Regions from separate parts of the Mus musculus genome. Here all the other regions are linked to region 1. Evidence: chromatin contacts called from public HiChIP or PLAC-seq data. All regions are on one chromosome and are shown on one strand. The core of a region is the stretch at or near the end of the contact, and the rest is flanking DNA. Distances in the headings are between cores, read along the strand shown. Region 1 overlaps Gm38664. Region 2 overlaps Dnah14 (dynein, axonemal, heavy chain 14). Region 3 has its middle 13 kb from the start of Gm32767. Region 4 has its middle 9.7 kb from the start of Ccdc121. Region 5 overlaps Tmem63a (transmembrane protein 63a).

Evidence for each region. HiChIP or PLAC-seq counts read pairs in DNA pulled down with a chosen protein or histone mark.
Region 2: a contact with region 1 is called in an H3K27ac HiChIP or PLAC-seq map of embryonic stem cells, with 5 read pairs. The contact joins two enhancer-like sites. A contact is called at or near these places in 6 of 39 promoter capture datasets (the 3T3-L1 cell line, 3T3-L1-derived adipocytes, cranial neural crest and 3 more), 1 of 15 datasets of contacts at CTCF or cohesin (the NIH/3T3 cell line), 1 of 484 Hi-C or Micro-C datasets (the Ba/F3 cell line) and 4 of 115 datasets of contacts at active chromatin or transcription factors (embryonic stem cells, pancreatic cancer cells and trophoblast stem cells).
Region 3: a contact with region 1 is called in a FOXA1 HiChIP or PLAC-seq map of pancreatic cancer cells. The contact joins two enhancer-like sites. A contact is called at or near these places in 12 of 39 promoter capture datasets (the 3T3-L1 cell line, 3T3-L1-derived adipocytes, HPC-7-derived erythroid cells and 8 more), 1 of 15 datasets of contacts at CTCF or cohesin (the NIH/3T3 cell line), 1 of 484 Hi-C or Micro-C datasets (cerebellum) and 10 of 115 datasets of contacts at active chromatin or transcription factors (acute myeloid leukemia, bone marrow-derived macrophages, embryonic basal ganglia and 4 more).
Region 4: a contact with region 1 is called in a FOXA1 HiChIP or PLAC-seq map of pancreatic cancer cells. The contact joins two enhancer-like sites. A contact is called at or near these places in 9 of 39 promoter capture datasets (the 3T3-L1 cell line, 3T3-L1-derived adipocytes, the SN4741 cell line and 5 more) and 1 of 115 datasets of contacts at active chromatin or transcription factors (pancreatic cancer cells).
Region 5: a contact with region 1 is called in an H3K4me3 HiChIP or PLAC-seq map of the 230-238 cell line, with 13 read pairs. The contact joins two enhancer-like sites. A contact is called at or near these places in 16 of 484 Hi-C or Micro-C datasets (the HL-1 cell line, brown adipocytes, cerebellum and 8 more), 8 of 115 datasets of contacts at active chromatin or transcription factors (the 230-238 cell line, the HPC-7 cell line, embryonic stem cells and 3 more) and 1 of 9 other capture datasets (embryonic stem cells).

Annotation. Positions count from the first base shown.
Region 1 is chr1:181,230,566-181,235,444 of GRCm38.p6, reverse strand. It overlaps Gm38664, which reads right to left. Exons shown (of 6, transcript XM_011238899.2): 3 at 3,163-3,289; 4 at 2,884-3,035; 5 at 2,130-2,225; 6 at 1-1,483. The coding sequence ends at 1,323. Among named protein-coding and RNA genes, the nearest start is that of Wdr26, 21 kb to the right of the region's middle. Within about 2 kb of position 2,989, at least 252 of the 459 cell types and tissues checked have an H3K27ac peak or open chromatin away from gene starts, as enhancers often do. A contact at or near this core is called in the 230-238 cell line, the SN4741 cell line, acute myeloid leukemia and 7 more, where this site is marked.
Region 2 is chr1:181,620,863-181,625,741 of GRCm38.p6, reverse strand. It overlaps Dnah14 (dynein, axonemal, heavy chain 14), which reads right to left. Exons shown (of 87, transcript NM_001377039.1): 17 at 3,762-3,934; 18 at 2,705-3,049. It overlaps Gm33612 (a long non-coding RNA gene), which reads left to right. Exons shown (of 3, transcript XR_373757.4): 3 at 3,863-4,745. Among named protein-coding and RNA genes, the nearest start is that of Gm33612, 3.9 kb to the left of the region's middle. Within about 2 kb of position 1,956, at least 36 of the 459 cell types and tissues checked have an H3K27ac peak or open chromatin away from gene starts, as enhancers often do. A contact at or near this core is called in embryonic stem cells, pancreatic cancer cells and trophoblast stem cells, where this site is marked.
Region 3 is chr1:181,550,645-181,555,523 of GRCm38.p6, reverse strand. No RefSeq gene overlaps it. Among named protein-coding and RNA genes, the nearest start is that of Gm32767, 13 kb to the right of the region's middle. Within about 2 kb of position 2,578, at least 113 of the 459 cell types and tissues checked have an H3K27ac peak or open chromatin away from gene starts, as enhancers often do. A contact at or near this core is called in acute myeloid leukemia, bone marrow-derived macrophages and pancreatic cancer cells, where this site is marked.
Region 4 is chr1:181,518,709-181,523,587 of GRCm38.p6, reverse strand. No RefSeq gene overlaps it. Among named protein-coding and RNA genes, the nearest start is that of Ccdc121, 9.7 kb to the right of the region's middle. Within about 2 kb of position 2,042, at least 47 of the 459 cell types and tissues checked have an H3K27ac peak or open chromatin away from gene starts, as enhancers often do. A contact at or near this core is called in the SN4741 cell line and pancreatic cancer cells, where this site is marked.
Region 5 is chr1:180,972,533-180,977,411 of GRCm38.p6, reverse strand. It overlaps Tmem63a (transmembrane protein 63a), which reads right to left. Exons shown (of 23, transcript NM_144794.2): 21 at 4,581-4,696; 22 at 4,210-4,272; 23 at 2,308-3,243. The coding sequence ends at 3,076. Among named protein-coding and RNA genes, the nearest start is that of Tmem63a, 32 kb to the right of the region's middle. Within about 2 kb of position 2,816, at least 50 of the 459 cell types and tissues checked have an H3K27ac peak or open chromatin away from gene starts, as enhancers often do. A contact at or near this core is called in the 230-238 cell line, cerebral cortex, cortical glia and 1 more, where this site is marked.

The DNA.
Region 1 (4,879 bases), core at 1,740-4,239:
GGAAAGGGGGAAATGATGTAATTATAATCTCAAAAAATTAAAAAAGAACATGCATGTTAATTCATAGTCACAGAGGGCAGCCAGTCCATTAGTTGCCAAGGGAAGGGTGATGGACTACAAGTGACTTAATGGTTATGAACACTTCATTGGTTGTAGCGATACTTCCCCATATACATAAGGAAAAATGTCAGATTATATATTTTAAGCATTTATAGTTTCCTGCCTGTCAGTTATACCCCAATAAAGCTAATTTTAAAGGGTGGCTCCAGGATCGAGACCACGTGATTCTACCTTCACCTCTTGCCGTCCAGGCTGTGCTAGGAAACTGAACCAAGAGTGTGGTCCCACCCTGCTTCTCTGAGCTCCTCGCCAGGGCTTTGCAGACTCCAAATGTGCATTTCACAAAGGCAGTCAGAGCAGCCTGTCTCCCAGCTATGAACCCTTAGCTACCCTCTTCATCCTGTCCCCATGGTTAAACAGTCACTGAAAGTCCAGCTTCACCCCACTCCCCTCCTAAAAAAAGACTTCAAAGTCAGTAACTGTAAGAAAGCTAGCACACACAGATTTTACAGTGCGTGGCTGAGCTCCACCAGAGGGAGGCTCCAGCAGATACTTCAGTCATAAGTCATTATTTCTGCTCCTTTGCAAGTGTAGAGGAGAACAGAGAAACACTCGGCTACCGCATTGTCTGCTGTAATCAGGTTCAACTGCATGCAATAGGGAGAAAATCTAGTTGTTTATTTGCAAGGATTTACTCTCTTCACTTTTACCAGGATCAGGAGTAAACAGGCATTATTTGGCTGGCTCTTTGAAGTTATCAGGGTCTCTGTCTTCTGTCTTCTCTGGCATGTGACTTCCATCTTCAAGGTCACATGATAGCTGCGGAAGTTCTGTTCCGAGTGGCAGTAGGAAGCTGGGAGGGGGCTGGCTAAGGGAGGTGCCTGATCTCCCAGGGAGACCCAGGGAGGCTGCAAGTAAGGAGGGAGCAGAGACCTAGCCACCAGGCTTGCTGATTGCAGGCTCAGACGCAGGCAGGATCTGAAACAGCACAGTTCCGGGATGAGGACCTCGTCTTTGGATGCTTTTCTAAGGTTTTTCCTTCCCTGAAGAGCTAGCTGCTGCAGAGTCAGCATCTCTGCCTTGCTGTGGCCCAGCCTTCAGGATGGCGGTGAGAACTGGCGCTGGGAGCCTGCACTGATCCTCGGCCTCACATGCCTCACCCTCTCTGAACATGTGCAGCAAGTAGGCTGTGAGCACACAAAGCCACACTGTTTCCAGGCTATGGGCAGGAAAAGAAAGAAGACTTACCTATGACCATGTTCTTAAAATGTGTTAATGCATCCACACTCCCATAGGTGGGGTATCGTAGAGGGGCGGGTGGGCGTTGGTGGGAGGGTCAACAGTGAGGAGCTTCTTGTTGGCTTTCTGACCCCAGCACTCCCCAGAGCTGCTTTGTCCTGTTCAGCTCTGCAGTCCTCTGCTGCTGTTAGTGATTGAGACCAGAGTGGATTCAGCCGTACTTTGTTCCCTTAAACACTCCAGAGGCGTCTGAACACCAAACTTGGAGCCCTGGAAGGAACAATCCTAGACTTTGGGCTCGCCCAGAGTCAGCTCTTAACTGTAATTACTTGCCTTTGTTTAATATAGATGTTAGCTGGGTGTGGTGGTGCATACTTTTAATCCCAGCACCTGAGAGGCAGAGGCAGACAGATCTCTGAATTTGAGCCCAGGACTATATAGTGGGTTCCGGACACCCAGAGTTATGGAGAGAGACTTTGTGCCAAAAAAAAACAAACCCTAAAAAGCGGGGTCTGGAATGATGGCTCAGCGGTTAAGAGCACTGGCTGCTCTTACAGAGGACCCTGGGAGGATCCCCAGCGCCTACATATTTGCTCACAACCACGTGTACTTCCAGTTCTGTGGAATCTGACGCTCTCTTCTGACTTCATAGGTACCAGGCATGCACATGATACACATGTCCACATGCAGACAAAACACTCACAAACATGAAATAACAAACCTAAAAGAAAAGAATATATACATACATGCATACACACCACACACACACATACACACACATATAAATTGGTTTTTTGAGACAGGGCTTCTCTGTGTAGCCCTGGACTCACTTTGTAGACCAGGGTGGACTTGAACTTGTAGAAAGCCACCTGCCTCCACAGTGCTGGGATTAAAGGGCTGTGCCACCGTGCCAAGCACTAAGAAAACTGAAAAATAAGTTAAAATATATTTCAGAGAGAAGCACATATATAAAGCAAAATAAATCTTTCTCCATCCCACAGTAGTGCCCCTTGGAGATCATCAAAGAGTCTCTGGTTTATCTTTCCAGAATCTTCTACAAACATATATTTTGTCGATTGCATTTGCAAGAATTTTACTTATAAATAATTCACTTAGTAACAGTAATGACTGCTAATGTATAAGGTCCATCTTATTTATATTTATTGGAAGAAGAAAGCTAAAGCATCTAAAAATAATAAAAATGGACAAGTCTTCCAGAGTGCAGTTCTTGAAATGACCACCAGGCGTCAGAGCTGCCAGTCGGAATCCCGGAGCACTGGAAAGTTACAAGAGGGGCAGTGTCCATAGACCGCATGGGTGACTCCTCCCAGGCAGCTGCTTTGGCCCTTTGGCCCAGTGTCTCACTCGCTGGCTTAGAGGTGGTCTAGGAAAGGGATTCTCAGGAAAAACACCGGGGTGAACACCTAGCTGGCCTCCCTTGGGTCTCTAGAGAAGCTGTCTAACACTGTCAAACCTCTGTGAGAAATACAAATGTGGTCAGCCTTCCTGTCACTGCAAGGCTGCTTTTTTAAGTCAAGACCTTTCCTGTCCAAAGCTGGGGAACAGGAGGGGACTCCGCCATACCATCCTGTTTCAGGAGGAACATCCAGTTCTGGGTAGACAGAGCTCTGTGTAAGCAGGACACCAGCTCTTGCCACTTCCTAGTTGACTCAGCACACACTTCCTGTCCAGGCCCAGGCTGCCATCTCCAGATGCTGAGAAAGAAGTGCCAACCCCTGCAGGGAGCACAGGGGCACCCCGTTCACAACTCTCAGGCTGCTGTTCAAGGGAGTTAGTTACACTGCTGCTCTTCCTTGCTCCTCCTGACTGGCCATGGGTACCCCAGCTCTATGGAGCTGACACCTTGTGGGATATGGATCCTGGGAGCAAGCTTCCTCCTGCACCTTCCTAGATTGCCAGCATCCAGAGGGGGACAGGACAAAGAGAGGGTCCAGCATGAGAGACTCATCCTGGGAGGACACAGCGATCCCTGGAGGGGAACAACAGAAATGTCTCGAAGAGGCCGGCAAATCATTCCGCAGTGTCCCAGGGAGCATTTGTCTAGGGTTCCTTGGACCACATCCCACTTCTGGACCTGGGATGATGGAAAGATTCACACAGAGCTCAGACCCACTACACACTGCGGCAGGACTTTCTTCTCCAGATGCCTGTGGAAGGGGCAGGGGCTGGTGGGATGGGAAGGAGGATGTAAGAAGAGTCCTGCCCTTCTCGGGCAATGATACTTGAGACGTGACTTCCGTGCTTCCTGACAGGCAAGTTAAAGTGGTCTTTTTATGGGAACTGAGAGTCCGTATCTACTCAACTGGCATATCCTATAGAGGGCCGCATGAAGCAACCATAATTATTTTAGTCACTACACATTTTAAAAGCTATATACATAATTTAAAATGACACATCTGTGATGCCATACACATAGTAAAAATGCTGGTTATTATTAAAACATAGGTTCTATTCACAGTCAAATAAGATTACACCGGATGTTTGATGTCCCATACATAATGTATGAGCCAATGCTTCGTGTAATAATACAAAGGGGACACTTGCTTTGGGATGGACTTTAACTTACCATGCAGGATAGAAGCTGTGGCTTTGATGTGGCTTACAGAGGAATGGCAACAAGGTGCCCTCCCCTTTTGTGCTATCACATGGGACGTATGACGAGTGAGAGGAAGAACCTCCTATAGTGTGCCCCCCACTCCAGCCCTGACAGCGGGAGCTGAGAATGTGCTTCAGGCTGAGCCACTCCAGCTGCCCCCCAGCCCCCTGGAAAGCCGCACTTCAGTCACAAGCGCCACTTCACAGAACCATTCAAATGACAAGGGTTCCCCAGGCCAAGAGAGACTTCACAGGCCCCCCTGCACCTGAAACCTCCAGGCTACCAGATCCTGTGGAAAGGGAGCGATGGGTGCTGAGGAGAGAGGGAGGGTTCAGCCCCACCCTACTGAATCAAATACCTGCTTGCCCACCCTCTAAGTTACTCATGCTTCAGGCCTGTGAATCATCCAAGAGGTGGGCGGTCATGTTGAGTTTGTCACGTGTGGTATCCTAATGACAACAGTCCCATCCTCTGCTAATCCTTCCTTAAACGACTCCACCTCCAAGCCCCATGGTCAGCCAGGCAAAGGCCAGCTTTGCAACCTCCAAAGTTTCCTCTGCAGGGCCATGGGGTGTGTCCCTTCTAGAGAGTGAGTCAGGAAATTGCTGAGGTGAACATACAAAAACAGCACTTCCTGCATCAGACGCCAGCCTGGCACACAAGAAGGTCAGGCTAAACGCTCAGGTCACGAGCAACCCTCCCACACGGGCAGGTGGCCTTCTTCACCTACACCCAAACAGCTTCCGAGGTGGTGACAAATCGCTGTGCCTATTGCCCTGCAAACAATAGCGAGGGAGAAGGATGCTTTCCTCAGCAGGCAGGTCTCCTCGCTCAAGCTTTCCTGACCCGCCAGGAGAAAAGCAAACTGACTACAGCGATGGGGATCCAGAGGGTGGCTTCCCTCACTCCCCAGTGGCTCATTACATTTCAATTCTGTTCAATACAATGCAGATGGATTGTGTG
Region 2 (4,879 bases), core at 707-3,206, 390 kb before region 1:
TTTGTGGAGTAGGGATGTGGGGTGGATATCTGGGAGAACTTGGGGAAGGGGGTGAAAAGTATCAAATTAATTGTATGAAATTCTCAAGGAATTAATAAAAACATTATTTGGGGGAAAATGAATGAATATAACTTTAAGAGATGGTAAGAGGAGGCTCTTAAAAGATAACTCTATTGATGCATTGCATTGCCTAGCTTCCTAGCCCCATAATGGGCATGTTGCCTTCTTCTGCCCTGCTGTCTAACAGGATGTGACATTAGAGATGCTTAGGGAAAGGCACACTGTGAGCTCAAAGCAGCCAGTATTCCCAGCGACTGTTGCCTGTGCCCTGGACTACTTGCTGCTGGGCCCTACTTGCCCTTGGGGGTTGGAGGTGAGGTAGCACAGAGTCAACAACACAGACTCTGGGAGCAGGTGGGAAATGTCACAGCAAGCTCATCTGAGCACTGCTGCAAGCTCCTTTAATACCCTCCACCAGTGCCCCATTCATCCCAAGAAAGCATCTCTTCTAAACAGCAGTTCCTGATTGGCTGGCATTGGCTGGCACCACCAATCCTTGGTCTCTCAGGCAGTCCTAAATTAGGTACTCCTGTAGATGTTTTTTTGTGGCTACGTGGCCCCCGGTGTTTATATATAGGTGGCCCTCCCTACCGTCCCTGCTACAAGTCACTATGTGGGCACTACTACTTCCCACAAGAGAAATTAGTTCTAACTTGTGTAGGCGACAGCTCTGTTGCTGTTGCTGTTGCACGTGGGAGTCATGTGCAACTGAATCTAGCTACATTAACTCCTGCCTGCAATATCCTGCCTGTCAACTCCGCTTCCACGCCACTGGCGCTTCTCCTTTTGCAATTAACATCTTTCTTGAAAATTATTCCTGGCCCACTCAAGCTCTGTTCGCTACTTTGGATAAGGTTTGATGCAACATTAGACTTGGTATGTGTGAGAATGCTGCTATCCTCTCACAGTTATACTGCAGAGGCACAGTCGATGGGCAGCTTGTAACTTTGGGTTTAAGAAGTATTGGAAGTCTGGCTGGATAAAGAAAAAAAAATGATAGCTGTTATCATAAACTCTGGTCTTGAAACCTGTCTTGGGTACTATGGGAGGATGCTGGTACAGGCAACAGCTAGGATACTGGGATCCATATTTGTTCTACAAAGCAGACAAGCCATAGCCTAGTGAGTCTATGGGGAACAATGATGTCAGACAATGATGTGCGTTATAAAGCCAAAAAAAAAAAAAAAAAAAAAAAAAAAAAGAGATGGGCAGTGACATGGGGCGCAGTCTTCCACGTAGTTACAGAAAGTTCTAAAGGAAGTGATATTTAATAAAACACACATGTAAGTGCTGAGGAGGGACTGAGTTGGGTAAAGTACTTGCAAGTGTGAGGACCAAAGTTTGCATCTCCATAAACTACACAAGAGCATGCATGTCTATAATCCCAGGAGTCCTACGGCCAAATCAAGTGGAGAAGAATTTCTGGAAGCCCAAGGGCCTCTAATCTGGTTTATGTGATACAAACAAGAGACACTGTGTCAAACAACTCCTGAAGTTTGCCTTTTGACCTCCACATGTTATGGCAAATGTATGTGTCACATTCACATACAGAAATGCACTTATACACAGATAAAGACTAAACACAAAAACAAATGTAATCACAGTACTTTGGGATTTTCTGAGTATAATACTTATATGTATTTTTGATTGTATATCATCAAGTTATAATCTAATCTGAAATTTTCTTATGAAAAGGTGTACCTGCTTGTATTATGAATGCTAACTATGCTCCCCCAAAAAACTGTTTGCACGATAGGGTCTGCACATAGCTTCTGGGAACCTGCCCTCAGTTAGCTCTGACTGGTAAATAAAGAAAGCAGCAGCTGAGAGCTGGGGAGGACAGACAGAGGCGAGAGCTTGGCGTTTCCTGGGCTTGGGACGGGAGGAGAGGAAGGGGAGATGGCTTAGGAGAGTGTGGAGGGAGGAGAGACAGAGTCTGCCATGGGGTAGAGAAGCAAGGAGAGCACCCAGATGTCTAATTGGAGTGAAGAGTAACCAAGATGGAACATAAGAATTAATAAGTGGTAACTAGGAATTACTGGCAGAGGTAGGTTCTTGTTGGGGCCCCAGAAGCCTCTGGAATCTTGTTCCAGGGCCATTATCTAACACTCTTTTGCTTCTTCCACTATCTTGCTTCCGTTTTGTAATTGACTCAGGACATTTACAATGTGGGGCATTCCTTTCCCTTTACAATGAGGGCACTCCTTTCTGGACCTTTTACAATGGGGACATTCCTTTGACCTTAGTGTGTTACCTAGCACTGTGGTTTGGCCTGTGTACCTGAGCAAATTCTGTTTGCGGTTTTCAGCTTTAAAAAGCCCCCCATCTCCCCTGAGTAAACGAGGCTTGAACAGAATTTTTGTCTTGCATCCTTCTTTTGTGTCTTCTAATCCCAAAATTTGTTGTTGTAGCTCCCTTCCCTCGAGAATCCTGTTGTTTAAACAAGTCCTGCAGGTTGGGGCAGGTTCTCGCAGCGTGGAGGCCAGCTATTGTGCTGCTTAAGGCATATAAAAATATAAAGGCTGTGTATGTGTGTCTCACTTGGGAACATAAATGTTTGAGGTGGGAAGTGACCCCCCCCCCTTCAAGCTGGGATTCATTAATAATTAATTCAACAAAAAAGAGGAAAAAAATAAAGACTTACTTCTAATAGATTTGCACTTTTTTCCTCAATGGTACATTGTAACAGGTTGTAGCTCATTTGTATGATGCCATCAACATATGGTAAGCATGCTAATTGATAATCCAGACTATTCACATAAAAAATTCCAATACGTATCTCAATAGTCATGGTCACGATTTGCTTTAGGTAGCTTCTGAATTTATGTATTATTCTTTTAAACTCGATGGATGTCAAGTTCGTCATGAATGGCAGTTTTGTAGTCATGACTTTGGCCTTTTCTACTATGTAACAATATTTCAGAAACCTGCAGCTGTAGTCGCTAACCAAGCCCACTGAATTACCAATAATAGTCAGCAGAGTCACAATCTGTGAATGAAAACGTCAAGATGGTTAGCATGTTCCACCTGGAAATAGAAGCCTTACTAAAAGCTTTTATCTGCATTGTTGGGCAAGCTGATGGTTACTGTCAAATGATGGTCTTTGTACAATTCATTCTGTTTAGAACTGGAATTAAATATTGCCATATGTTGGAAACAAGACTAAGAAAAATAGATAACATGACTTTCATGCAAAGGTTACTCAGATATTTAATTTGTAATCAAGGTATTATTTTGAACTATGTCCTAGAGAGACCAACCATCTAGCTCACTGCCTGTCGTCCGACTTTCTCCTCACACAGTCCCAGAGCAGGCTGGGCCTGTGTATTTCTGATTTCACTTAGTTCCTAAGACATAGTTTATCTGGTTAGGACAGAGTTCGGACACAAGCTGAGATAGTTATATTCTACTGTGAATTTGGACAAAAAAAAATGCATTTAAGTGGTTAGGGAAGGGCTGGAAAATGGAAAACCAACATCTTGGCAAACCAAAGTCATGAAAGAACCGCAGGGAAAAAAACTCCTTTCCACAGTGGAAACATGAAAAACCGTGGTAAGTGGAGCCCAGAGACCACAGGGGAGACAAACTGGAATGATGCTAGGATGCTCTGAAGGTTTCCATACATCACGTTCATGTAATAATTGCACTAGGGTTCTGCTTCCTTACCAACCACTTCCAAGATGTCTGATCTCGAAACTTACTTTGTTCTGGTAGTCAGTGTCTGTGTCAAAGAGGATATAGAAATCTGGCCATCGGGTCTGCTTCTTATATTTGACTACACTTTTTGTTTTTGTCTCATTAGATAAATCCGGAACTGAAACCAAATCAACAAGGATAGACAGGCGAGGATCTTGGTGCAAAGGGATGATTGTGGCTGGAACAGGACATTGAACAGTTAGGATTTTCAGATGCCTCTCAGAAGCAACACTTTAAAAATCAGCCATAACATGTTAAAAGCTGACGCTGAGTGACTTAATGAGCAGACACTATTCTGTATCGATGGGGGCATTTATAAGCATGCACAAAGGTTTGCATTTAACATTATAAACAGAAGAAACTATCACAGATAATAGGTGGGGTAGGAGGCACCGTGCTGAAAACAGAGCCAGAGAATCCTGTCCTCTGTGTGGAGAGTGTTGTTCCATCTAGAGCACAGAGATACAACTAACACAGACTGGTATTGGAAAGGAGTTGACAGGTCAGATGTCTATGGTCACATCCCTTCACCCCCAACCAAGAGAAGGAACTTTGACTTATATTTTATGGCTTACACAAATAAACTCAAGATGAAGATAAACACAGAATACAAATGGATGAACTTCTAGAAGAAAATAGTGTGGCTCTTAAATGAGAAAGTCCCAGATACAAAGTCAAAAACATAAGGCATGGTAGAAGTCAATTGATGTGCTGGGGTTTACAAATCCGGGTGGCTTAGCACAGTTGAGAATGAGCAGCTAAGGAGGAGAACGTTTGCAAGCCTTCCAGCTGATGACAGATTTGACCACAACACTTGAAAGACCTCTCTCAGCAGCAAGTAGACACTCATCAAAGTGCCTTAAACACCTGACGCATAGGTGGAGAACTCAGGCAAGGAAGTCTGAACCGTCTTATCAATTCCTAGTGAGACAGAAAGTTCTAAAATGTGCCTCCTCGTGGCAACAGGTAAAGGAATTTTTAAAAGTTGACAATATAGCATTTCCCACCAATGCTGGAGAAACCCAGAAAGCTTCACACACTGCAGGTGAGAATAAAATGTCATCCTGCTATACAGAAAATATAATCTAAGAATTCAATACAATTAAACATATACCACAGATAT
Region 3 (4,879 bases), core at 1,329-3,828, 320 kb before region 1:
GTGTTTCTCCTTTCTTCCACCGTCTCAGCTCACCCAGATACATTATCTTCTCCTTCTCTTTGATGGGTGTGGAAGCATGAGTATTTTGTCAGATGAATTTACACACATCCATCCCTGCTACTATTACTTGACGTTTTTCACGTGAGCTGAAATGGAACCACGTGCTCAGCGGAGAAACATATGTCACCCAAGAACTCCAAGGTGCCTGCCTGGTCTCAAAGCACGTGTTCCGCTGAGATGTGGCTCAGAGATAAGAGAGTGCTTACCTAGCAAGTCAGGACCTAGAGGCCATCTTCTCACACAAACCCGAAACCAAACGAACCAAAGGAAACACCATGAAGTGGCTGCTGAGATAGATGGCTCAGGGTTGGAGCCTCCGCCGCTTAGGCATTTCTTCTTCTGCAGAAGCCAAGGGCAGTAGTTTGGCTGGGGCTGCCTTTGCTGGGCATTGGCTCAACCAAACGAACCAAAGGAAACACCATGAAGTGGCTGCTGAGATAGATGGCTCAGGGTTGGAGCCTCCGCCGCTTAGGCATTTCTTTTTCTGCAGAAGCCAAGGGCAGTAGTTTGGCTGGGGCTGCCTTTGCTGGGCATTGGCTCAGCTGATTGGTTGGACTAATCTAGACTGGTTTGGCTCGCTGTATCCTCTCATTCATCTCCTAGGGTAAAGGAGCAGCCACTGTCTGAGACATAGTATAGCCCTAATGTCCGAGTACCAAAACCTCAACAGAAACCAAAACACTCAATAACACAGGGTTGAGATTTGGTCTTATGCTATGTATTGTAAGTGCTGACCCGCGAGGCCTAGTTGCCCCAGAGACAAGAGAGTCCACTATGTAACCTTCTTTCTGATTGGTGAATAAAGATGGTGCGAGCCAATGGCTGGGCAGAAGAGACATGGGTGGGGCTTAGGGTCCCCGACTTGGGGTCAGAACCACAAAAGAGAGAGAGAAGTTGTTGAATGGAGAAGAAAGCTGTCATGGGATAAGAATCTTAAAATAATGGCCATGTGGGTTGGGTTGGCTAATTGGAGTTAAGAGCAGCCCAGAGGAAACATAGCAAATTGTGTATGGGATTATTGGCTGGGAAATAGATATAATAGCAAAGAAGATAGAAACCTGCCAAGCTCTTGTGCTGATTAAGGCTTGTTATAAATATGAAAGTTGTGTGAAAAAAGAAAGGTTGTGTATATCTTTTATCTGGGAACTAAATGGTCAAAGGTGGGGTAGAAACCCTTGATTAGGATTAAATATTTATATAACACACAGGAACCTTTTGCTCAAGTGCGACAAGCAATTCACTGGCCACAGAGCGTCAGGTGGCCATGCACAGCGTTATTCAACTTGTATTTCAGCAATAAACCTCTTACTGCAAACATTGCAGGGAGCCCACGCAGGGAGCCCCACACAGGGAGCCCACGCAGGGAGCCCCACACAGGGAGCCCACGCAGGGAGCCCCACACAGGGAGCCCACGCAGGGAGCCCACGCAGGGAGCCCACGCAGGGAGCCCACGCAGGGAGAGGGATTACTATATGGTATTGGCGGAAAACTCTAGAAACAAATCTAAATGTTCAGCAAGTGAAGTCCATAAAACAAAAAATACTATACTCATACAAGGAACCGCAATGAACTATGATCAATAGCTATAAAGGGAATGGGCCGCATCCACACTCAACTAACTTCTCAACTCGAAACCTGAAACTGTACTGTTGAGAGGAGAAATCAAGTTGATCGTATTGGTTACTGTAACATTTCAGTAACCTGCAAATGGGGAGAGGAGGACGGGAGAGGACGGAAAAAGAGAGAAGGAGGGAAACAGAGAGGGAGGAATTAAATCAATTTCTCGAGGCATTTTTGTTTTGTTTTGAGATCGTCTCCCTGTGTTGCCCATCCTGACCCATAGCTGTCTATCCTCTTGCCTTGGCTTTCTGAGTGCTAGGAACCATAACAGGCACACGCTACCATGCCTGGCTTGCGATGTCATTTAAAAGACACAATTCAGCCAACATGTAAAGTCCTCCACCCCCAATGCAGAAGTAAATGGATGCCTCTTTGGGACCCCAAAGTTCCTCAACGGGGAGCAGATATTAGAGATTTAGCCAAGAGAGATGATTGTGTTGAGTCACAGAAACCCCTGTCTGTAGCCGCACCCTCCTCTTCTTAGATATGACCGTCACATCCGTGGGTGTTCATCAGGGTGGTGAGTGGGTGTCGACCTTCTGAAGGCAGCTCTGAACTTTCCCAGTTCTCCAGCCAGCAGTGTAAGCTGCCATCTGTTCAGGGACACAGAGGCCCAGGTGCCAGGCATCCTCAAACCACACCCTCTGCTCTTCTTCTGGGTGGGGGTGGGGGTGTCTGAAAGCCCATTTTCTTCACGGGCTTTGAGAGCTCCTGTCCCCTGCAGCATATTACTAAATGCTCTCCGGGGAGCAAGGAGTGATAAACTTAGAAATCAGCCAGATCTCCCGCAGTGACTAAGGACTTAAAAGGAGGAAATGATTAAGGAATCACTGAGCTGTCTGAGGGACCAAGGAGTCCCTCCACCCTGAGTCACAGGGCATAAAAAGTTACATCATAGCCAGGGTTGACTTGCATAAGTGGGGATGCTGATGCCTGTCAGGGGACGGCTCTGCCAGGGGCAACACAGTAGTGGCACATGTGCCGAGGCTGCTCAACTGGACAGAGCTCTCCAAGTACCAGTGAGAAGCCTTGAAGTCACCCTCTTCCAGTGAACCTCTCTTTATGTCCTAAGAGTAAACATGACATGGCTGGCAAATGGACCGGGCAGCCCTGGGAAAAAAAGCAGCTGGTGTGGTTTTGCTGCCATCTGCCAAAGTCTGGAGTGCCCTCATTTGTCAGTCCAGTTCTCTGGCTGTCTCTGCCTTGCTGTCCTGGCAGCTAAGTAGGCTGTGACTCTCCCTCCCCCTCCTTACACAGCTCTTAGGCTCCTGCTGTCCTGCTCTTTCTGTTTCAGTCCCTTGGTTCTAGCAGTATCCTGCTGGGACTTGAATTCCCATGTCCTCTAAGCTGCACAGGGCTGGGACAGGGGGTTGGAGGTTTCTAATGTACAGATAAAGTTACTAAGGTTTCTGGCTTTAGGTGTCACCTAGAAGGCCTCCCTGATTACTTAACTCCTTTCTCCCATGGCAGTACAAGAACTGATCCCATAAAAGAACTTGTCAAAAACCAGGAGGAAAAGCAAGCTAGGCTCCCTCTGGTTCACCTCCAATAGCAGTGACTGCAGGATATCCTAAGCCTGACTCCCAGGCACTAAGGATGGAGGAAGTAATACCTACTTTAGAGAGGGGCAACAGCAAGTCAGGAAATAAAGTCAAGCTGCAGAGGCCACAGGACAATCCCTTGTCCTCCACTCCCCAAAGATGCCTCCCTAGTGAAGGTCCTTATTACCCTGCACAGCAAGTGGGACATCAGCCAGCAAGGACTTTACTAGCTCATTTTCTCTGTGCTAGCATAAGAAAGAGTGCAACTTGCTGGCTGAAATGGCAAAAGGGAAATAAAAACATGCAAGCAAAGAAGGAAGCAAAGAAGGAAGAGAGGAGGGAAGGAAGGAAGGAAGGAAGGAAGGAAGGAAGGAAGGAAGGAAGGAAGGAAGGAAGGAAGAAAGGAAGAGAGGGAACAAGGGAGGGAGGAAAGAAGGGAAGAAGGGAGGAAAGAAGGGGGGCAGGAAACACTTCATCTCAGATTCAAAAGTGCTTTTGACCCCTTGTGGCTCCAAGTCGCTCCATCATAGCAGCAACCACAGCCTTGGCTTTGCTGTGAAACTTTGCAGCCAGAAACTGGATCCACCCATCCTCTGGCCGTGGATAGACCCAGCTTTCTCACCAGCCTTGCAGGGAGAAAGTGAGAGGCCTCTACAGTTATCCACACAGAATCTCCCTTCCTTGCAACCTGTTCATCAAATCCACAACTCCTTTGGGTTTGTCTTCTAAGAAGAACCACATGGGTTTACTCCCTGCTGTCTAAAGAGCTCCACTTCCCAATGGCAAAAGCATGCAGGGTTGCTGGACAGGGTGGCCATGCAGAGGTGAGGAGCTGAGAGGGGATAGAGGGAGCTAAGATTCAATGTGGATTCTTTTCTCTACATCCCCTGCTGAGATTTCCTTGGCATCTTGGTAGCACAGGGAGGCAAAGTTCCAGCCAGGCTGAGAGTAAGGAAGAGGGATTAATGCCTGTGGTGGTCAGCTTCCCGATAGTGTAGAACACGTTGGAGTGACAGCAACTTATTCTTAAACAGCAAAGTTTGGGTTCTTAGTCTGTGATCACTTGATTCCATTCTTTTGGGGTCTGGGGTGGGATAACACATTATGCTAGGGACAGGCAGCATGCTTACTGTTCTCCCCAGGGCAGTAGGAAGTGAACTGAAGAGGCAGGACTATGGTCACAATATTCCTTTCAGGGACACAGCCCTGGTGACCTAACCTCGGCTCTACCTCCTGAAGGTTCAGCTGCCTCCAACAGCCACACAGCTGATAACCAAGGCTTAGCACGTGAGTCATCAGGGCATTTGGGATATAAGTGATAGAAATGTTTTCTCTTGGGAGTGGGTTTGCTCTTTCGAGCGCTGGCTGTTACAAAGTGACAACACTTCCTGCCTGGCTTGCCTCACACACACCAAGTTGTCTCTCTACTGTTGGCCACGTTGAAACAGTGCTAGGCCCTTGTCAGGGCTATGATCTTAGACTTCCTGACCTCCAGAATCATGAATCAAAACGAAGCCATGCTCTCGATAAACCCATCAGTCTCGGGTAATCTCTTACAACATGAAAAATGGACCAAGACAGCGCAAGGGAAAAGTCACAGGGAATTCTCTGGAATATTTTGCCCTTCCTTCAGTCTCAGCTTCCAAACTCTAGCCATT
Region 4 (4,879 bases), core at 793-3,292, 290 kb before region 1:
AAAGACCTTAAGGGAAGAAGGGCCCTGTACTGAGTCTATTGTTTGTGTAGTTTGGGACTTCAGAGCATATCATCATCATCATCACCACCACCATCATCATCATCGTCATTGAAATCGTCAAGAGCAGGAGTCAGTTTGGGGAGGGGTTTGGGGGGGCAGTTCAAAATGGGACAGAAGCAGAGACAAACAGTCCTAGTTATTCTGCAAATAAAAGAATGACAGTTAAAAGAGCAGGACCCAAAGCAAACATACTATCTGTTTTAAAGAAATGTGGACAGGTAGTAGACCAGTGGGTCTCCACCCTCACAGAGGTTGCATATCAGATATTTATATTACAATTCGTAACAGTAGCAAAATTACAGGTATCAAGTGGCAAGGAAGTAATTTTAGGGTTGGAGTTAAAGGGTCGCAGCATTAGGAGGGTTGAGAACCACTGTCATGGACTATCGGCTGAGACCACGCTTCTGAAGTTGTTCCCAATGTTAGCACTACCTCAGGTAGATTCTAAGCCTGACCAGGTAACAGCATGAGTTGCAGGAAATAAAAAAGCCATCTCTCTCACAGTAGGTGAAGATGCTTACAGGAAGTCAAGGGGCAAGCAAGGCTGGTGTGTGTGCACCCTGTGGTCTGCTTTGGAAAGGTGTGGACTTGGGTTCAGTGGTGGCCAATACGCATTCCCAAGCGTTTCCGAAGTAGCCGTGTGCACAGGCGTGTGTGGGGTTCATGTGAACACAGACAGGATGATTAAACAAGGGCGGAAGTCTAAGTGGAGGGCACATGAGAGAATTCTTTGTGCCATGTGACTGAAGCCTGAAATTATTTTAAAAAGAAACATTATTAGTGGCTCACATTAACAATGAAGGCGCCTTAAAAATTATTTTTTTTCCATTCAAACTGTTGCAATGAAGTCTCTAAACTGACAAACATCACGGGGGCTTTAGAATTAGGGTATAATGTGCTTCACTCTGCACCATTTTGACATCCTAAAAAATCCTTGATAATAAACCATAAAATTCTCCTGTCAGTCAAAGGATCATGGAGACTCGCTGCTGAAAGGGACTCAGAACAATAGGTGTAGCTTCTCTTTTTCTGGAATACCTTCCAGACTCTCATTTACAAATAATTGACACCAACTACAGCTTAAACAACAACAACAACAGAGGTTATAGTGCCCAGCAAACACCTAGCCGCCTATCACAGACGGCAGGCAGGAAGGGACACAATAAGACTTCATAGCATCACCCACCACCTGAACCCAGCCCTGCCACCATGCTGTGACCCAGGGAGCTGTGCGATCTGTCTCTGAGACCTTGTGTCCTGGGGTCTTGTTTGTTCCTCTCAGATCCTGGGGCTCTGCTCCCCAGGGCTGTCTCGCTCAGAGACTGATGGGAAGTTGTTTATTCTTGTGCCTTAAATTTACACAAGGCAGCAGCTACCTGGCCAACATGGCTCAGGTGGCTAGCTCAGGTCCAATAAACTCTTTTTGTTCTCCAAACTGGACCCTCTCTGCAGACAGATTAAGTGCAATTTCTGCGCATAATCGCCAAGGGGCTTGAGAGTCTAAAGCGTAAACATAAGCTATGAACCCCAGGGTGAAGACTCTGGTTAAGGGAAATTAGTTTGGTTGTTGCTGCTTGCTAGCTCCACCTCTCTCCACCCCTCTTAAGGAAGGCACAGGGAAGTGAGTCATGAGGCTCTGTACAATGTCTACCTGTGTTCATATCCCACTGGCACGCCTTACACCCTGACTGTAGCAGAATGCTCCTCGGATACAGGCAAAGCAACAGCAATTACGCTTTGTGTTTGATTTCCAATTGACGGCAGCAGCCACGTCTCTTCATTAACCATGCCTGCACACCCCTCAAAGCACGGTGCCCACCTGCAGTGGCAGCCAACAGTGTCTCCATGAATTGTTAAACTGTATCAATTGCTGCTGCTGCCTCCGCACTTGCCACCCACGTCATCCTCTTAAGCCTAGTGCAGATTCTAATCTCTCTTTCCTCCTGGATGCTTTGACATCAAAACCAAAACAACTTCTCAGCCTCTCTTTTCCAAGTCTCAAATAACCTTCTCCCACACCACCCTGAGCTGCATGCTTTGGTCAGGATTCTGAGTCACTAAAGCAAATAAGAAACAGAAATAGAACTCCAATTGACTTGAAAGAGAGAGACTTGCTAGCATATTGCCAAAGTATTAGCTTACAAATCTGAAACCGTCCCAAGGAACAGACCTGATGTTAGATAAGACTACACTCAGGGACTCAAACTAGGGCATCCAGACCAAACCCACAGCCAGCTCTCTTCTCTTCAATCCATGCCTTATTCAGACAGAACTGATCAACAGTGTGTTGACCTCCTGCCTCATCTGGTCCATATCCACCCTTTAGCATCCCTATCAGAGGCATCACCTCTCTGTTCTGATGGTTCGAGAAATGGAAGTCTCATATGCAGCCCAGAGCCAATCACCGTGGCTGGAGAGAGTAAGGGTACTCACTGGTCAGGCAGAGGTCACATGGGCACCTGGAAACAACTTCCTATCCTTGGAAGCGCCATCCATCCAACTAGAACTATGTGGGACGAGAGGTGGCTCCTCAGCAGAGCACCAGACCTCCTGGCCAGAGCGGGAGATAAGAGTATACGCTGAAGAGCAGGGTATATACTCTTATCTCAGTTTCTACTGCTATTTTCTTTTCCTCCATTTTCTTCCTGGAATTGTAGTTTTGTGATAGCTTTTGACACCCCAAAGCAGAGACAGCGACATTGGATCCCAGTACAGACCTTCTTCCAGCATTAGCCCTACTTTGTGTCAAGCATGTCTCAGAGGGATGATGCTAGAGTGGGAGTCCATCTTAACAATATAGGCGCCCATGGCACAGACAAGAACACAGATGGATTTGCCACTTTCATGTTACTGTTAGTGGGTTAATACCATCATGTTAGTGTTAGTAGGTTAATGCTATCATGTTACTGTTAGTGGGTTTGATTTATTACTTTGAAAGATAGCCCCGCCTACTATAAGTGGGCTTTATAGTTTGTGACTCAGGAAACAAGACCATCTGCTCATAATTAAAGATAATTAGAAGGAGTAGGAAAGTAAACTAGGATTTTTTTCTAGAATCTCACAAAAGAGATTCTCACATTCTACTCTTTTTTTTTTCCTCCTCAAACATCAGCCAATGATGTTGAGTTGAATCACTCCTTCTGAAAGCCTTAAAGGAAAATAACTCAACTTCCTTTCCCAACTCTATTAAATGCTATCACTCGCTCTGCCTGCTTATAATAGTATCCATTGAGCAAATGAGATAATGTGTGTCATGCCCTTTAAAAATTACAACTCAAAAGCAAGCGATAGGATTATTAAACAACAATTAAAGCCATTTACCAAGCAACCCAACAACTATTTATAAAATACACACTGTTTTCAAGCATCAGGGCATTTGCAAGGGCTATAGAACCAGCATGGCTTCTAAAGCAGTGCCTTACCAACAGACTATGCAAACCATTACAGCAGCAGGAGCTTAGCAGCTGGGTGTACCTCAGTCACCCGGCATCCTGAGAGGGGGTCTCCCAGAAGAGAAGGGTATTTCAGACCAGCCTCTAAGAAGGGGTGCTGTATTGCCAGGTGGAACAGGGGGGCAAGGATGTGCCTGAGCAGTAGAGAGAATGCTGGCAAGCCCCTGAGATTCCCAAGTGCCTTCCTGATGGCTGCTTATCCATCTCTGCCCCGCACGGCCATATCCGTCACTCTCAGGTCTCGGTCTTTACTGGATTTTCGGCCCTTTTGAAGAATACACGGCTAAATATTCTCTGCTGCCTGACATTTGAAATCGTGTATCTTTCCTTCTCTTCTTTCCTCATTTGATTCCCAATTTCCCCTTCTCTTTTGTCAGAAATCATAACTGTCCAGAACAGAGAGACCCAGTTTAGGAAACTCAGCAAAGCTAAAGCATACATCCCCCAGCAATTGTTACCTTCAAAACTTATATTATCGATCCAAGTCGGAGCCTTCCAGACTGTGCTTTCTTAAATAATATTAACTTCATAGAGGAATCTGTCCTCAAAGTTGGACAGAGAAATATACCATATAACCGACAACTATATTACTTTTTTTTTTTTCATTTTCAGGTCTGGAAGATGGTTCAGCAGTTAAGAGCACTCACTGCTCCTGCAGAGGACCCAGGTTGAGTTTCCAGGTCCCATATCAGGTGGCTAATAATCATTCGTAAATCCAGCTCCAGGGACTCTAGCGCCCTCTTCTGGCCTCCTTAGGCACCTGCCTGTACACTCACACAGGCACACACATACATACAAATAACATTTTTAGAATCCTGTTTAAAAATCCACAATAACAACTTAATCCCCCCCTCACTAGGTAGACTCTTTTGGTATTCATCATGACCACACGTCTTCAGCTCCCTTCTCATGGTTCCTCAGTTGTACAACCTCAGGTTCACATCAACCGTGTTGTTCAGAGGAAATTCTCTTTGCTTCCGCCCCTTCAAGCCATATGAGAATTCTCTGTCATTCTCTCCACGTCCCAAACAGGCTAAACCAGTCCTCACTATTTTGACGAAAGTACAGAATAAATGATATTTATTATGTAAAGGGAGGGAGCAGAGGGGGGGCCAGGAGAGACAGATAGGCACATATACAGAGACAGAGAAAGGGAGAGAGAAAGATTGAGATTCACCTTGGAGACAAACCACATTTCATTCATTCATTCATTCATTCATTCATTAGCTAGACAGCTGCTGCTAATGGTTCTGGCCAGATCTGGTGATTTCTGGGCGACACTTGTGTGCCAGAAAAAAAGTCACAGTCGGACTCCCATTCTGTACCAGGTTATTCTTTTGGGTACAGAAAAATGAATGAAAAAAACT
Region 5 (4,879 bases), core at 1,567-4,066, 260 kb after region 1:
CTTCTCTCTGCAAACCCACTACCACCGCCATTTTGCACTCCTTTCAAGACTCAGTCAGTCATATATAAGAGATGTCTTCCATGATTGTCCCTAACCCTGTCCCCAAGTCTTGCCTTTCCCCACCTCTACCACAGGACAGTGAACTTGAAAGGAAAGTTTATCCTGGCTCATGGTTTCAAAGATCCTAGCTGTGATATCTAGCTGTTGTGGGTCTGCAGTGGGGCACAACATCAAGGCAGATATGTGAAGCCTCAAGTAGATTGACAGACAACAGAATACAGCCCGAAAAACAGTTTCACAGTACCCTGCTTCAGCCAGGCTGCCTCCCCCTGACTTCTACCACCTCCCAAACACTATCGTATTAGACAGCCATCTATGGATTTGACTAATAATGAGGTCGGAGCGCTCAGGATCCATTCAATCACTTCCCCAAAGCCCCACCCCAAATTCTGCTCCAATCAGTTTCTGAGACCTTGTCCTCATCAAGTTGATTGACATGCTGTCAAAATAAGAGACCTACGTACCCTGTGCTTTGGATGCCGCCACATGTCTTCCAAGAGTCATCCATTCTGTTTGTACCAGAGGACAAACTGGGACCCAGACACAGCAAACAACTGTCAGAGTTCCAGGGCTCTTTATTACTACGGCCAAGTCTACATCTGGGTCCCTTGACTCTTAGCACATTGCCTCTAGCCAGGATACCAGTCTTCCTGCTGCCAGGAGTTTCAAGTTGCTTGGGATCCTAAGAGTGGGAGACTCATTGCAACCTGGAATCTTGAACTGGGGGTGGAAGAATGGGTCACAGGAAGGAAGTGTTAGCAGAGACCTGGAGAGCCCAGGAGGAAGGTGGAGGCAGTTGTGCGCACCTCTGGGCTCAAAGCACCCAGATGCAAAGGGTGCCACCTGGTGGTGAAACAGGGGTGATGTCACTTCCCATGGAGGCAGGTTGCTGAGATGGTGAGTTTAGGAATTGTTGCCTTCTGCAGTCAGGACTTATATTAGCTATCTGCCTGTATCCAGAGGACCCTGACCTAGGCAGCCTATAGAAGAAAATGGCACTGGTCACCTGAGGAAAGCAGGATGGGCAGGATCCTTGGCACAGAGCCCGGGCATCCTGTGTGCCTTCCCAGGAAGTTCTCCCTGGAAGATCTGCTGACTAACATCATGATCTACTGGACGACAGGAACCATTGTCTCCTCCCAGCGCTTCCCAGAGAACATGGGTCAGAGCATTATGGTCCACAGGCATGAGGGGGAAGCCTGGCTGAGCAGGGAGAGGGGCCTCTTCCTTCCAGGTGTAGGCAAGCAATCCTGGGCTGCCAAGACCCAAGGCAACTTTGAATTATGATTTTACTCTTACCTAGTGCCTTCCGCCTCACCCGACTCCACTTAGGCTACATCTCCCCACTCGCCTCATACCCACGAAGAATCTCTGGCTTGCTCCCTTCTTTAAGACCACCCTGTAGGTCATTACGCTACTAATAAAGCTATCCCAGGGCACAGCTCATCTCAACACCTGTCTATGAAACCTACAGCGTCCTTTCTAAAATTTACCTAACACACTATACACCTGTGTTAAGCAGTGTGGCCTTGGTGACAAATGATTTTACCTCTAAGCACAGCTGGACCAAGCACTATCCTCTACTCTGACAAGCCACCTGGCTCTCCCCCCAGAGGTCAGCTCACACTTCTGCCCTTGTGCTTTGGTGCCCATTGGGCCCTCTGAATCAATCCAGACTGGCAAACAGTCACTGGCCAGGGCCACCCTGTGCCAAGCAGCCCCCAGAGTAGTGATGGCACCATCCAGACACCCACAAAGTTCAGACCTGTGGGAGAAAAGGCAGTGTGACTGGCTGGCTGGCTGGCTCAAGTAGCCAAGGGCCACCAGACCCTTGAAAAGAGGAATCGGGAGACCCTGCCTGGTCCATTGTTGTAAGGGGGCTGGAATGGAGGCAGGCCCAAATAGTTGGTCTGCCACAAGCCTGCTATGGCCCACACCTTTACCCAACCGTGGACTGCTAAGTCCCACCTTCCTTCTTGCTACCTTCCTTCTCATCTCAGCCTGCCCCCTAGGGCCCAACCCCAGGTCCCACTTTGGAAAAAGAGTGAGCTGCCCAAAACCGAAGAAATGGAGGGGCACCCTGTTCTCTCCGTGCCTGCCACTCTGACCTCTCATAATTCCAAGTTGCCCTTGACACTGCCCCTGCTATCTTGGACAGAGCAGACTTATCAGGTAGAGGCTGGAAGAATCCTGCACAGACGTGGAAAATCTGTACATAAACCCGGAAGAAGCATGAGAGGCAGGGTCTCACCACCAGCCCAGTGGGTACTTTATTAATGGTTCTCATGTCCCCACCTGCTGTGGGGTTACCCAGTCACAGCCCAGATTCAGGCAACATGATACAAAAACCCGGAAACACAGCAGGAGGCAGCTACAAACCAGTGGGCATGAGCCTGCTGCCCTGCTGCCATCAACAAGAACAAGGTATTCCCCGGTCCCTACAGCTAATCCATGGATCCCTGAAAAGGGACTGCAGGCAGGACAGTACTGTAGGGCCCCACATGGCCTCCATCTCAGACCCAACTGATGCGCTATTCATCAGCTTGCAGAAGGCTAAGCAGTGTTCCAGGGCTCAGAGGGACTAAGTCTTTCCTGGACGCATCTCCCCATCAACCAGAAGTCCCCAAATATGATCTCCCTAAAGGCAAAAGCCCAACACATGATCTTGGCCACAAACCACTAGGGACATACACCATGCTCACTACAGAGAGCATCCTGAGCAGTGTATGGGGGAATAAAAGTGCATATCCTCAGATGACCACAAGAGGGAGCTGTAAATGTTCCCCACACTGGGACCAGAAAAGAAACCTTACAGATGGCTCCCAGGGACAGCAGCCCCACCGGATGGATACCCTCAGCCCGGTTACCCAGAGCCCCACGACCCGCTGGTTTCCTCTTCTCACAATACGGGGGTTTTAAGCAGCAAAACCCTCAAGAGCCTGTCTGGGGCTCTAGCCCCTTGTGTCCCTCGGTATTCCTAGATGCTCCCAGCCTGCCAGACCAGCTTGTCCACTCTCAGGATTCCTGGTAGGCATAAGCCGCAGTGCCACTAGGATCTTGAGCCACGGGCTGCCCAGGAAGAGTCCCACTGATGTTACGGATGGCACCGTAGGTCTGCTGCTGCTGTGGGGATAACGCTGTCCTCTCTGAGGCCAAACCGTTCAGAATCCGAGGCACATAGGGCTGTCGGCAAAGGCAAAGAGTTAGATCTTGGATGGTGGCAAGCCTGACATCTCACATCCTGGTCATGCCCCACTACCCCTCTTTCTCCCAACGGGAGGACACATATCAAGAAATAGCATTCTCATGGGACATCTGGACCCAAAACAAGTCAACTTCTTTATTAGTACACTTCTCAGAAGCCAGAGCAAAATGGGAAGCCGTCTACAGCCCAGCTCTCATGACCATATGAAGAAATGAAGAGTGGCTTCCTCCAGTTCTCAGAGGAAGCACTCCTTCCTGGTACTGTATTCTGGGTGACTGTCTGTTTATTTGGGAACTGTCTGTCTGCCTGTCTGTCTATAGTATGTGTCTGTCAGCTATGCATCCCTCCCGGGCCCAGGGTGGAAATGAAGGTTCTAAGCTTCCTCATTGCTTGCTCTCCTTGCTGGCTGGCAGGGCCTGGGCCATGGCTGCCTCTGGGTAACTACACTCCTGAACACCTACTTATGGGGGGCTTGAGTCTTTTTGTTGTTGTTGTTTGTTTGTTTGTTTTTAAAATGTAACCCTGACTGTCCTGAAACTTGATCCTTAGACCAGGCTGGCCTCAAACTCAGAGATCCACTTGCCTCTACCTCATAAGTACTGGCATTAAAGGCGTGCTCCGGCACTCCCCAGCTTTGAAGAGTCTTTTCCCTAGGGAGGTAGCGGCTGGAAGGCCTGAGGCTGAGGAGGCCAGTCAGAGTCCTACCCTCACTTCTGTTAGGATGAGCAGAAGTTACCACTCTACCATCTGGGGCTCAAGAGCCACACCCTACCCTGAGGGAGCATCCTGGAGGATAGAGTCAGGGAAAGCCAGGAAGAAGACGGGCCTTTCCAGCCTGGCAGAACTGTTCCAGCACATTCTTATGGCTTCTCTGGGTGGGAATCATGCAACCAGCATGACAAACAGTAACCACCATGGGGACGGAAACACAGATAGCAGCTTACTGTGAATGGCGGGGGCACGTGGGCCTCGGCTTCGCTTCCTTTGTCACTAGCTGATTCTTCTGTCTGTGGACAACAGCAGATACAATGACGAACAGAGCCAGTCTCTCCGAACTAAGGTCCCCCAAACAAACAGACCAGTAACCCAGCAGAATAATAGGAGCAGCCGGCACCAGGCTCCCAATGCAGCCCAACTGAGACACGGGGCGGGGGGGGGGGGGGGCTGGAATAGGGGAGGGAGGGAAGGGAGGGAGGAAGCCACAACACACCCCACTCCCAAAGCTGGGGGCAACTGGTACTCCATTCACACACACGGGGATGGGGAAAAAGAGAGCTGCGCTGTCCAGCCTGAGGCGTGTCGGACCATCCGGTACCTTGTAGTTCCATGGGCTGAGGTGCTTGAAGCATCCAAAGCAGGTGTACAGCAGGCAGGCCAGGATGGTGAGCAGAACAACCAGGAAGGTGAAGAGCGTGGCCGGGGCCGTCAGACCTGGGAACATACGCGCAGTCTTGAGGGAGGCTGGCGCTTCCTGTTATGCTTGCTCTGGTGAGGAAGGGGCCAGGCCTGGTGTCCAGACTGTGGGTGACTTCCCCACAGCCCCCAGTCCTGCTCCTCATTCCAACTGCCAGAATAGTATCCTCACAGCTCAGAGCACACAACACAGGGTATATG